Regions from separate parts of the Pan troglodytes genome. Here region 2 is linked to region 1. Evidence: chromatin contacts called from public Hi-C data. All regions are on one chromosome and are shown on one strand. The core of a region is the stretch at or near the end of the contact, and the rest is flanking DNA. Distances in the headings are between cores, read along the strand shown. Region 1 holds the start of POU3F3 (POU class 3 homeobox 3). Region 2 has its middle 450 kb from the start of POU3F3.

Region 1 (4,977 bases), core at 892-3,391:
GGGCTTCCCATACGCGCACACACACCCTCTTGAAAAGAAAGAAAGTGGATCTGTTTGCAGAGGCGCTATCACGTTTCATCAGGCCACCTGAGACTGCTTTTGAAAGCGTGTACTGTGAAATTCATAGCAGTAATTTAGACAAAATCCTCACTGTATATTAATGAAAGGCGGCCCCATGGCTCTGTTCCTATCCTCCCCATTCAGTGTAAACAAAACCACGAGACTCTCTCGGTTTTTGAGCCGGATCCAAGCAAAATCGGCAGGAAAGGAAAACACGGGGTGCTGGCACCGACTATTCAAACGTCTGCACCTGGAGATCTCAGATTTATTCAATGAAATCTGTGTTCCATCTTTTATATAGACATATACGCATACGTAAATATAAAAAGCAACCTTTGGGGGCCGCAGAGGAAAAAAAAATCCGTTCTTTTGGGGTTTGGTTACCACCGCCTTTGGTATCTATACGTTGGCAATAATGGCTTTGCTAAAACCTACCTACGATGGTATCTCACCCGGCAAGCAGGAGCTGGACAAGAGCCTACATAAATTCTACGCGTCTAGTATTAATCTTGAGATCACGCGGGGGCTGCCTGGCTGCGGCTGGGCAGGAGAACTCCTGCTTTCACTGAGTTCACTTAACTGCGCTCGGCAGAGGCACGATACAGCGGGAGAGAAGGGCAGGCCCGTTCACATTTTAATCGGAGCGCACCGGCGGCCGCTCCTCGGCTGCGTCCTGGGCTGCCGCTCGGGCTCGGGACTGCCAGATGCAGGCTCTGGCTGGGGGCGGCGGGCGCAAGGCGGGCGCACCCGCAGCTAGGGGTGCGGGGTGCACGCACACGCACGCTCATTAAGAGCCATGTATTTATTGAATGTCCGAGTTGGGTTAGTTCATTGGAAATCCCCGAGGAGGGCTCAATTTGCCCTTGTTTTCGTTGCCACTTTCTCTTTTTTCTTGGTTCGCTGAGGTTCCTCTGTGCAGCGTTTCCGCTTGGCCGCGTCCCCCCACCCCACCCCACCCCACCCCACCCCACCCCCGCTTCTCTCGCCTACCGGGTGCACTCCCCCTCCCATCCCCCTTAACTCTTTCAGCTGGGTTAGAGCTGAGAAAGCATTTGTCGCCGCCAGCCCCATCCACCACGCAAATCCATCTGAGACAGAAAGGAAAGAAAAAAAAGCACCACCATGCCTAAGAATAGAGAGCGAGCAAACCCCCCCACCGCTAATAACACACACACACACACACACACACACACACACACGAGGAAGCGGTGGAGCAGAGAAGGGCGCGGCTAGCCGATCCCGGTTCTTTCGCCCGGCTCCTGCTGCCACGGGAATTCCTAAAGCCATTGGGGTCGAATACACTTACGATGAATCTATGGGGGAAGGTCGGACTGATTGCTTTTCAAATACATCGCACGGCTCCGCTGACCGGCACCCTCCAAACTCACAAGGGCACGCACGCTACTTGCACGAATCCCAGAGGAGGGAGGAGGGAGGAAGGGAGGGAGAGCGAAGGAGGGAGAGAGGGGGTGGAGGAGCCAGGGAGCGGCGGCAGCGAGCGGTCCGTCTCGCACGCGCGGGCACCGCGCTGGTCCTGGGCTGCAGGTTTCCCAGATGATGGCATCCGAGAACTTAAACAAAGGGGGCTGCCGCCGGCGCGCAGCGGCTGCGGAAAGTTGCGGTGGCGGATTTCCAAGGAGCGTGGCCACGACCAGAGCTCTTGGCGATGCGAGCCCCCGCTTCCCACCCCCGCCGATCAGAGAAGGGGGCCGGCTGGTGAAGGGAAGAGGAAACTTTGAAACCACTGGGGACACATCTGTCTATAGGTATTAGCTTGAATGGTACATCCGTGCCGCGCGCTTTACAAATCTCTGGCGGGGCGGGGGTAAGGGGGTGAGCAACCCGACGCGTACTAAGTGGGGTGGGCAGGTTGCTATTTTTCATGTTTCCCCCTTCGTTTTCCTTCTGATTCTCTTCCCCGCTCTCGTCCCTCCCTCCCTTTTATCTCCCCTTTCTTCCCCCCGCCCAGACCTATTGCGAACGCTCAGAGCCGCCGAGGGAACGCCAACGTCTGGGCCGGACACTAAGAGTTAAGATGTGGCGGAGGGGGCGGCGGGGGAGGGGCGGGGAGGGGAAAGTGGTGAGGGGGAGGGAGGCTGGGGGACGACAGATTTCCAGCTTCTACGACGCTCTGCCTAAATTAAAAAGCAACCAATCGGAACGGCCGGAAGGGGGGCCTCGCGTCCTGAGCCAGTCATTCCGAGCCTGCCAATCACCCAGCGGGTAGCCAATCAGCGGGGGCCCTGGTGCTCGACTTCCTTGTATTTGGGAAAGTGTGGTGGTGGGTGCGCGCTCGCGGCGGAGGGTAAACATTCGACAGTCCCCGCTCTGAGAGGGAGGGACAGAGAGCGAACTGTCAGATCGGAGCGAGAGCGGGCGCCCGAGAGAGGGAGAGAGAGAGAGAGGGAGGGAGAGGAAAAGTGAGAGAGGGAAAGAGAGCGCGAACGAGGGCGCAGAGCGAGCTCCTGCTGCAACTCTGCTCCAGCACGGCCAGCGCCAGCGCCCGCCGTCGGTGCACTCTACGAGCCGTGCAGCGTGCCCACTGGAGTTGTTGTGTATCAAGGATCGATCCCCTATATGCACACACACACCTCCACCTCCACCAATGCACTCTTCTTCCTCCTCCTTCTCCAGACAACTGCTGGGAAAAAAATAAAACACCAACCCCAACCGTCAGCAACAAGGTAACAGAGCGATTCGACATCATTTTTTTTCCTGTTCAATTTTTTCCTTGTTATATTTGTTTCCTAATTTCTGCCCAAAAGGAAAGATGTCGCATCAGACTGTGACTGTTGCGAGGAGAATGAAAAAGGACTCTTGTTTCAGAGGCAACCAAGAGCTCCGGCAATAGCAACTTCAGAGAAATGCACCATCGCAAGAAGTTTTCCTAGGACAGAACAAAACTTGAAACGAGAGGACCAGAGGGGGAGAGCAGGAGCCAGCCTCCCCTCTCCGCACTCGCGAGCAGCCAGCAGCACCACGCCTTCAAGGACGAAAAAGTTTTACTACTCTAAGGGAAAACGAGTGAAATGTGTTCCTGAGGAGGAGAGGAGAGGAGAGGAGAGAGCGGACAAGAGAAGGAGCGGGCCGGTTGCTGGTCATCCGTAATTTGGCTAAGGAAGAAAGGAGCAGCTTCTTTCTTTGTTATCTCCCGTGAAACCTTCACTTAGCAGGTGGACGGAGGCCCGCGACCAGGCAGAGTCCAGGCTCGCCCGAGGACAGGAGGAGGAGCGGGAGCCCGCGCGTCCCGGGAGAGCGCCCCGAGTGCAGGTCCCCGCCCCGCCCGGCGAGCCCCGCTGGAGCGAGCCCAGCGCGCCGGGGCTGGGGGGCGGCCACGACCCCCCCTGAAGGGGGTGGCCACGGAGCGCACCCCGAGAAGCGAGCCCCCCTCCCCAGAGCGCTGCTCCTGCGGCTGCTGCTGCTGCTGGTGACCAAGGCCGGCCGGCGACCCCCGCGCCCTGCCGAGCGGCCTTGCAGCTGCAGCCGGGGGCCGCGGCGGCGGCGGCGGCGGCGGGGGCGGAGGCGGCGGCGGAGGAGGAGGCGGCGAAGGCGGCGGGGCCGGCGGGGGCCCGGGGCGGGGGCGGGGAAGGAGGGGGGGAGGAGGCGGGAGGCGGGGGGCGCGGCGGCGGCGGCGGCGGCGGCGGCCGCGGCTGCTGCTGCGGCGGCGGCGGTGGTGGCGGCGGTGGGGTGGCGGGAGCGGAGCGGCATGGCCACGGCGGCTTCTAACCCCTACCTGCCGGGGAACAGCCTGCTCGCGGCCGGCTCTATTGTGCACTCGGACGCGGCAGGGGCCGGCGGCGGCGGGGGTGGCGGCGGCGGCGGCGGCGGGGGCGGCGCAGGAGGCGGGGGCGGCGGCATGCAGCCGGGCAGCGCCGCCGTGACCTCGGGCGCCTATCGGGGGGACCCGTCCTCTGTCAAGATGGTCCAGAGCGACTTCATGCAGGGGGCCATGGCCGCCAGCAACGGCGGCCATATGCTGAGCCACGCGCACCAGTGGGTCACAGCCCTGCCCCACGCCGCCGCCGCCGCCGCCGCTGCCGCCGCCGCCGCCGTGGAGGCGAGCTCGCCGTGGTCGGGCAGCGCCGTGGGCATGGCTGGCAGCCCCCAGCAGCCACCGCAGCCGCCGCCGCCACCGCCGCAGGGCCCCGACGTGAAGGGCGGCGCCGGGCGCGACGACCTGCACGCGGGCACAGCGCTGCACCACCGCGGGCCGCCGCACCTCGGACCCCCGCCGCCGCCCCCACACCAGGGCCACCCTGGGGGCTGGGGGGCGGCCGCCGCTGCCGCAGCCGCAGCCGCAGCCGCCGCCGCCGCCGCGCACCTCCCGTCCATGGCCGGGGGCCAGCAGCCGCCGCCGCAGAGTCTGCTCTACTCGCAGCCCGGAGGCTTCACGGTGAACGGCATGCTGAGCGCGCCACCGGGGCCCGGCGGCGGCGGCGGCGGCGCGGGCGGTGGAGCCCAGAGCTTGGTGCACCCGGGGCTGGTGCGCGGGGACACGCCAGAGCTGGCCGAGCACCATCACCACCACCACCACCACGCGCACCCTCACCCGCCGCACCCGCACCACGCGCAGGGACCCCCGCACCACGGCGGCGGCGGCGGCGGCGCGGGGCCTGGACTCAACAGCCACGACCCGCACTCGGACGAGGACACGCCGACGTCGGACGACCTGGAGCAGTTCGCCAAGCAGTTCAAGCAGCGGCGCATCAAGCTGGGCTTCACGCAGGCCGACGTGGGGTTGGCGCTGGGCACACTCTACGGCAACGTGTTCTCGCAGACCACCATCTGCCGCTTCGAGGCCCTGCAGCTGAGCTTCAAGAACATGTGCAAGCTCAAGCCGCTGCTGAACAAGTGGCTGGAGGAGGCGGACTCAAGCACCGGCAGCCCCACAAGCATCGACAAGATCGCGGCGCAGGG
Region 2 (4,360 bases), core at 520-3,019, 450 kb before region 1:
AGGGTGGTTAATGAGCAATGTAGGTGAAGACCCCTGAGAGATACCTGGGCATCCTGCCCACCCAAATAGAAGACCGCGTTGAGATGGCAGTCGGAGATGGAGCCCATGACCAGAGAGAGGGACAGAGGAGAGGAGCGCGGGGACAGTGCCGGACACAAAGTAAAAGCGCTGCCAGTTCATTTAGGTCTGAATGATTTTAAGTAAGCCTTGAATCTTTTCTTTAAAAAAACGACAGCAGCAATATAATTCTTAGACAAAATATATAAGCCAAAAATGCCAGTGCAATGTAAATCAGCTGTCTGCCTTTAACACCGTTTATTCCAGAGCTCAGCCATCAATTTCTCATTCTGTCTTCCTATAAAAGAAGGTTTAGGCACACACCCTCCACCCAAAAAACACACCTAAAGTGAGCCCTCAAATTGGTGCTATATTTATGTCTATTTGTGGTTCAACCAGACATAAACAATGTCAGAAAAGAACAAATGAGAAAGCTGCATTCTATACAGAGTACACAAGCCCTACATAATTCACAATCCCTTAGTTGAAACTTGTTGCAGAGCTCTGAAAATTCATACAGAAAGCAGGACATTCATGTTATAAGGTAAACACATTTAGTCTGTTGTCTGTTTCAGTAACACATTTATTGGTACAGGCTATGTGATACTGATGTATTCATTACATCTTGGCATTTACAATATACAGTATTTCGCTGTTTGACTCATTACAGCCTTCATACCAATTAGGTGAAAGAAAATATTGTTTGCAAAAATACTTTTAGGGGGATTACATTTATCCTAGAATATTATGTATCACAATTTTAGAAACATTAAGTCCCAACATTTACATATAATTATTATGGTTATACCCTAGAGAAGATATTTAAATGTCTCTACCCTATCTATTGGGTATATGTTTCCCTTGGAAGGAGAACCCTGTCAAACAATTAGAGTGCCGAAAGAAGTGAAAATATTCTTGGTTGCTAAATTGGAGTAAAAGTTGCCCCAAGATAAAAATTTTTAATGTAAAATTGCACTTTGATTCGGGTGGTTTATTTTTGTTATGACATTATGGGAATTTTATTCTTTGAATTTTAAGCATAAAATCATACAACTCAATTATCAAGATATTTGCACTGAGAAAATCAAATACTGAAATTAGACCGGTAGATTTTTATGTGGACTTGAATCTGCTTCTTTGTAATTTCCGTGGGTACTTGGAAGTGTTTTGCCATGAATGCTAATGTGCTTTGTGTTTTAAGTAGTGATTCTGCACATTTTGAAACACAGGCAAATTTGAGCTGGGGATACAGGCAGAGCACTTTGTTGGATGCTGCTGAAGGAAATCCTAAAGGTCCTTCAAAAATGAAATCTCTAAATATGTATTTTTCAGATGGAAAGACATTGTACCTATGAAAGCCTGCCTATCTTTTGGCTGGATATATACCTTAATAAGAAAGATAAAGTTAATTTTAATTTTAACAGTAAGTCTTCACTACCTTCACACATAGCCATATTTTCTAAAGGGCAGACCAAAGGCGATAAGAGATACCTGTATAAGTCACTAGTAAAATACTGCTTTAGGATAATCCCTCATCTGTTCCCCCACCCCTTTTTTTTTCTGAAAAAACAAGGAAGGAAAATGAGAGAGAGAAAGAAAGCATAATCAAAAGCCTACATGACAAAGAGTTGACAGTCAGATTCTGTGGTAAATGATTCCAGAGTCGCTGGCCTGCGGAGACGCTGAGGAAGTCCCCAGCAGACCTGATTAATTCCAGTCTCTCCAGCTGCCAGGGGAGCAGAGGGTAAGCAGTTTCGCAGAGAGGAGCCTATTACCACTACTAGGCTGAAATAGATCTAATCAACTCACAGCCGCTCAAAAGAAAACTTTACAGGTTTAGCTCACTAAGGCAGTGCTTTAAAATGATGACTACAAAGGACCATGGGAGTCTGAAAGCATTTAGTCTTTATTGCAGCTCAAGGAAATTTTCTGCTGTGGTTAGGCCATGCTAATTTACTGAACATGACAAAGCCTCCTAGACTGTGTGACATCATTTGTTTAAAGGCCCCAGTGCTCATACTGGACAATTTCGAATACTACTTTTTTTTTCTTCAAAAACAGTTAATTTGTTGATATTTCATCGGTTTGGGCTAATTACATGCACCATTATAAATGTCTGAACTAACCTACTTTAACATTTAATTTAAACAACAATGCTCTGTAATTTGTCATGGTGCTCACAAAGTGATGAATATTGCAACTTTGTTTTCTAAGCAATCAACATTTTATCAGTGAATCTTAGGAGGACATTCCTGGCAGAAAGGAGATCCTGGGAATCTGATACAGTGTTCACTTCCCTTCCCCAGCATCAGAATTTAAGTTGTATAGCAATTTGTGTCAGAATAGTCGAAATGGATTGAAAACTATATGAACTAATAAACACTATAGCAAATAAAGTTCTAGATTTTTAAAAGTATTTTGTACCCTAGGTTGGGTTGTATAACCACCTTCTTTTTAATGGAAAATAAACAGAGGGAAAATTATTAAGGCCAGATTGAAACCAAGTAGCCATTTGTCTTTTTTTTTTTTTTTTTTTTTTCAGTTGTTGGAAATCTTAGTAAAGATTTGCAGAGTAAAATCTGCTTTTGTTTAAATAATCAAGATTTGGAAACTGCACGAGTTACATGATATGTTGTTTAGAATGCTGTGTGTGATAGTAAATATGCACACACATGCTTATGAAATTCATTGATTACTAATGAATTCCCTGATCATACCACCAACAGAAAATTAAAGGGGAGTACTCAAATCATTGAATTTAAGTTAATTACAGATGATAATCTGCAAACTGCTTCCTTCAGAAATTTTAAGTCCAAGGAAGATACAGTAGAACCCAAAAGATGAAGAGTGAGGAAGCAGAGATAAGATAAATGATGGGTGCACGTTGTGCACATGTACCCTAAAACTTAAAGTATTTGAAAAAAAGATAAATGATGGAAAATTGGAACTTTTATCGTCACTTCTGAGCCTCTCTGTTTAGACATTATGTCAATGTCTAACCCCCATTATGTCCTGGGGGTAGGGGTGTGTGATGCGGGGAGAGGGTGCAGCTGAGCAAGGCTACTAGGCATGCCACAATTTCAGAAAAAGCAAAATGTCCCAAGAAAAAGTCCCAATATTGCATTGGGATCTGACTTTTAGATGTAGAGAAACACACTTGCCTGATGATCATTTGCATAGAACTGAACACAACACCTAGTAATATCGTTAGTATTGTTATATGAGTTATAGTTGTTATTCATATGCTCAGAGCTCTTGATCATCAGTTTTTTCCCCCTTAAAACAGATTTTTGAGCTATTTATCCCTAGCTGATTCAGAGGTCATGGAGGTGCCTGGACTTTCCTACATGTCAAGGAGTCCAAGATGCATCATAAATACCCATATTTGAATATGGATTTGGAAATGTCTAAATTTTATCAGAACATTACCTTTGGTTCTGTTATGTCCTTGAACTACATCACTGGAGTTCAAGCAGGATTTGTGTTTCAGATCAGCAAAACATTTCCTTTTCTGAGGCTTTTTCAATTTTGTCTCATTCGAATAATATTAAACTACTTAAAATGTCAACACCAAAAATCCAGCAGTACCTGTAGACTAGATATAAATGCCTATGGAACCACAGATCTGAACAGGTCAGTCCTCCAGGCACCAAGGGCCAGATTTACGTCTATCTCTTGCAGTGACAGTTGGTTCCTACTGGCCTCAAATGTGCAAGCAATTAGACAGCTGTATGTATAATTGGCTTGACATGCCCCGTTTTTTCTTCCAGAGGGAAAAACTTCCTTTAAAAATTTCAAGGATGAATTTTTGATGATATAGATAGCTTTTTGAAATATGATATTTTATCATTTATTTGGATCTAATGGAGATCCAAATAAAAGTGTGATATTTTGAGAAAGTATTAGATGTGTATGGCATCAGATGGTTGGCTTGATCCTTGAATAGAGAACTAGGCTGTTGGAGCCCAGGTCATGAATACTCATATCAAAGTCTGCCCGTTTGTTTCAGTCTGTTCTAAAACCTAATGACAACCTAGTACTTAGTATTGTTGGAAAAAAGAATCGTTGATGGGAGGATAGGCAGGGCAAGGTAAGAGAAAAATAAAAAGATTAGTATAAGCCTGTATCTAGAAAACAACTCAAAGCAAATGACCTACCGAAGCCCAACCAGTAGTATCATTTTCACCTACAAACAAGAACTCTTAGAACTTTCTCTTTGTTATTTGGAAAGAAAAACAAAAGTACTAATAATCAAACTCAAGGTTGGATAGCTTTAAGAGTAAGGAAAAAAAGAAATTACTCA

The links. A called contact is a pair of places that touch in the nucleus more often than the background predicts.
Region 2: a contact with region 1 is called in a Hi-C map of stem cell-derived neural progenitor cells, with 4 times the contacts expected there. The contact joins the enhancer-like site here to the promoter of POU3F3 in region 1. A contact is called at or near these places in 1 of 7 Hi-C or Micro-C datasets (stem cell-derived neural progenitor cells), 1 of 1 datasets of contacts at active chromatin or transcription factors (stem cell-derived excitatory neurons) and 1 of 1 other capture datasets (stem cell-derived neural stem cells).

What each region holds. Positions count from the first base shown.
Region 1 is chr12:17,974,884-17,979,860 of NHGRI_mPanTro3-v2.0_pri, reverse strand. POU3F3 (POU class 3 homeobox 3) reads left to right here and starts at 2,141. Exons shown (of 1, transcript XM_009443033.5): 1 at 2,141-4,977. The coding sequence starts at 3,767. It overlaps LOC100613000, which reads right to left and starts at 1,456. Exons shown (of 4, transcript XR_010149051.1): 1 at 1,367-1,456.
Region 2 is chr12:18,426,175-18,430,534 of NHGRI_mPanTro3-v2.0_pri, reverse strand. No RefSeq gene overlaps it. Among named protein-coding and RNA genes, the nearest start is that of POU3F3, 450 kb to the right of the region's middle. Within about 2 kb of position 1,769, at least 13 of the 24 cell types and tissues checked have an H3K27ac peak or open chromatin away from gene starts, as enhancers often do. A contact at or near this core is called in stem cell-derived excitatory neurons and stem cell-derived neural progenitor cells, where this site is marked.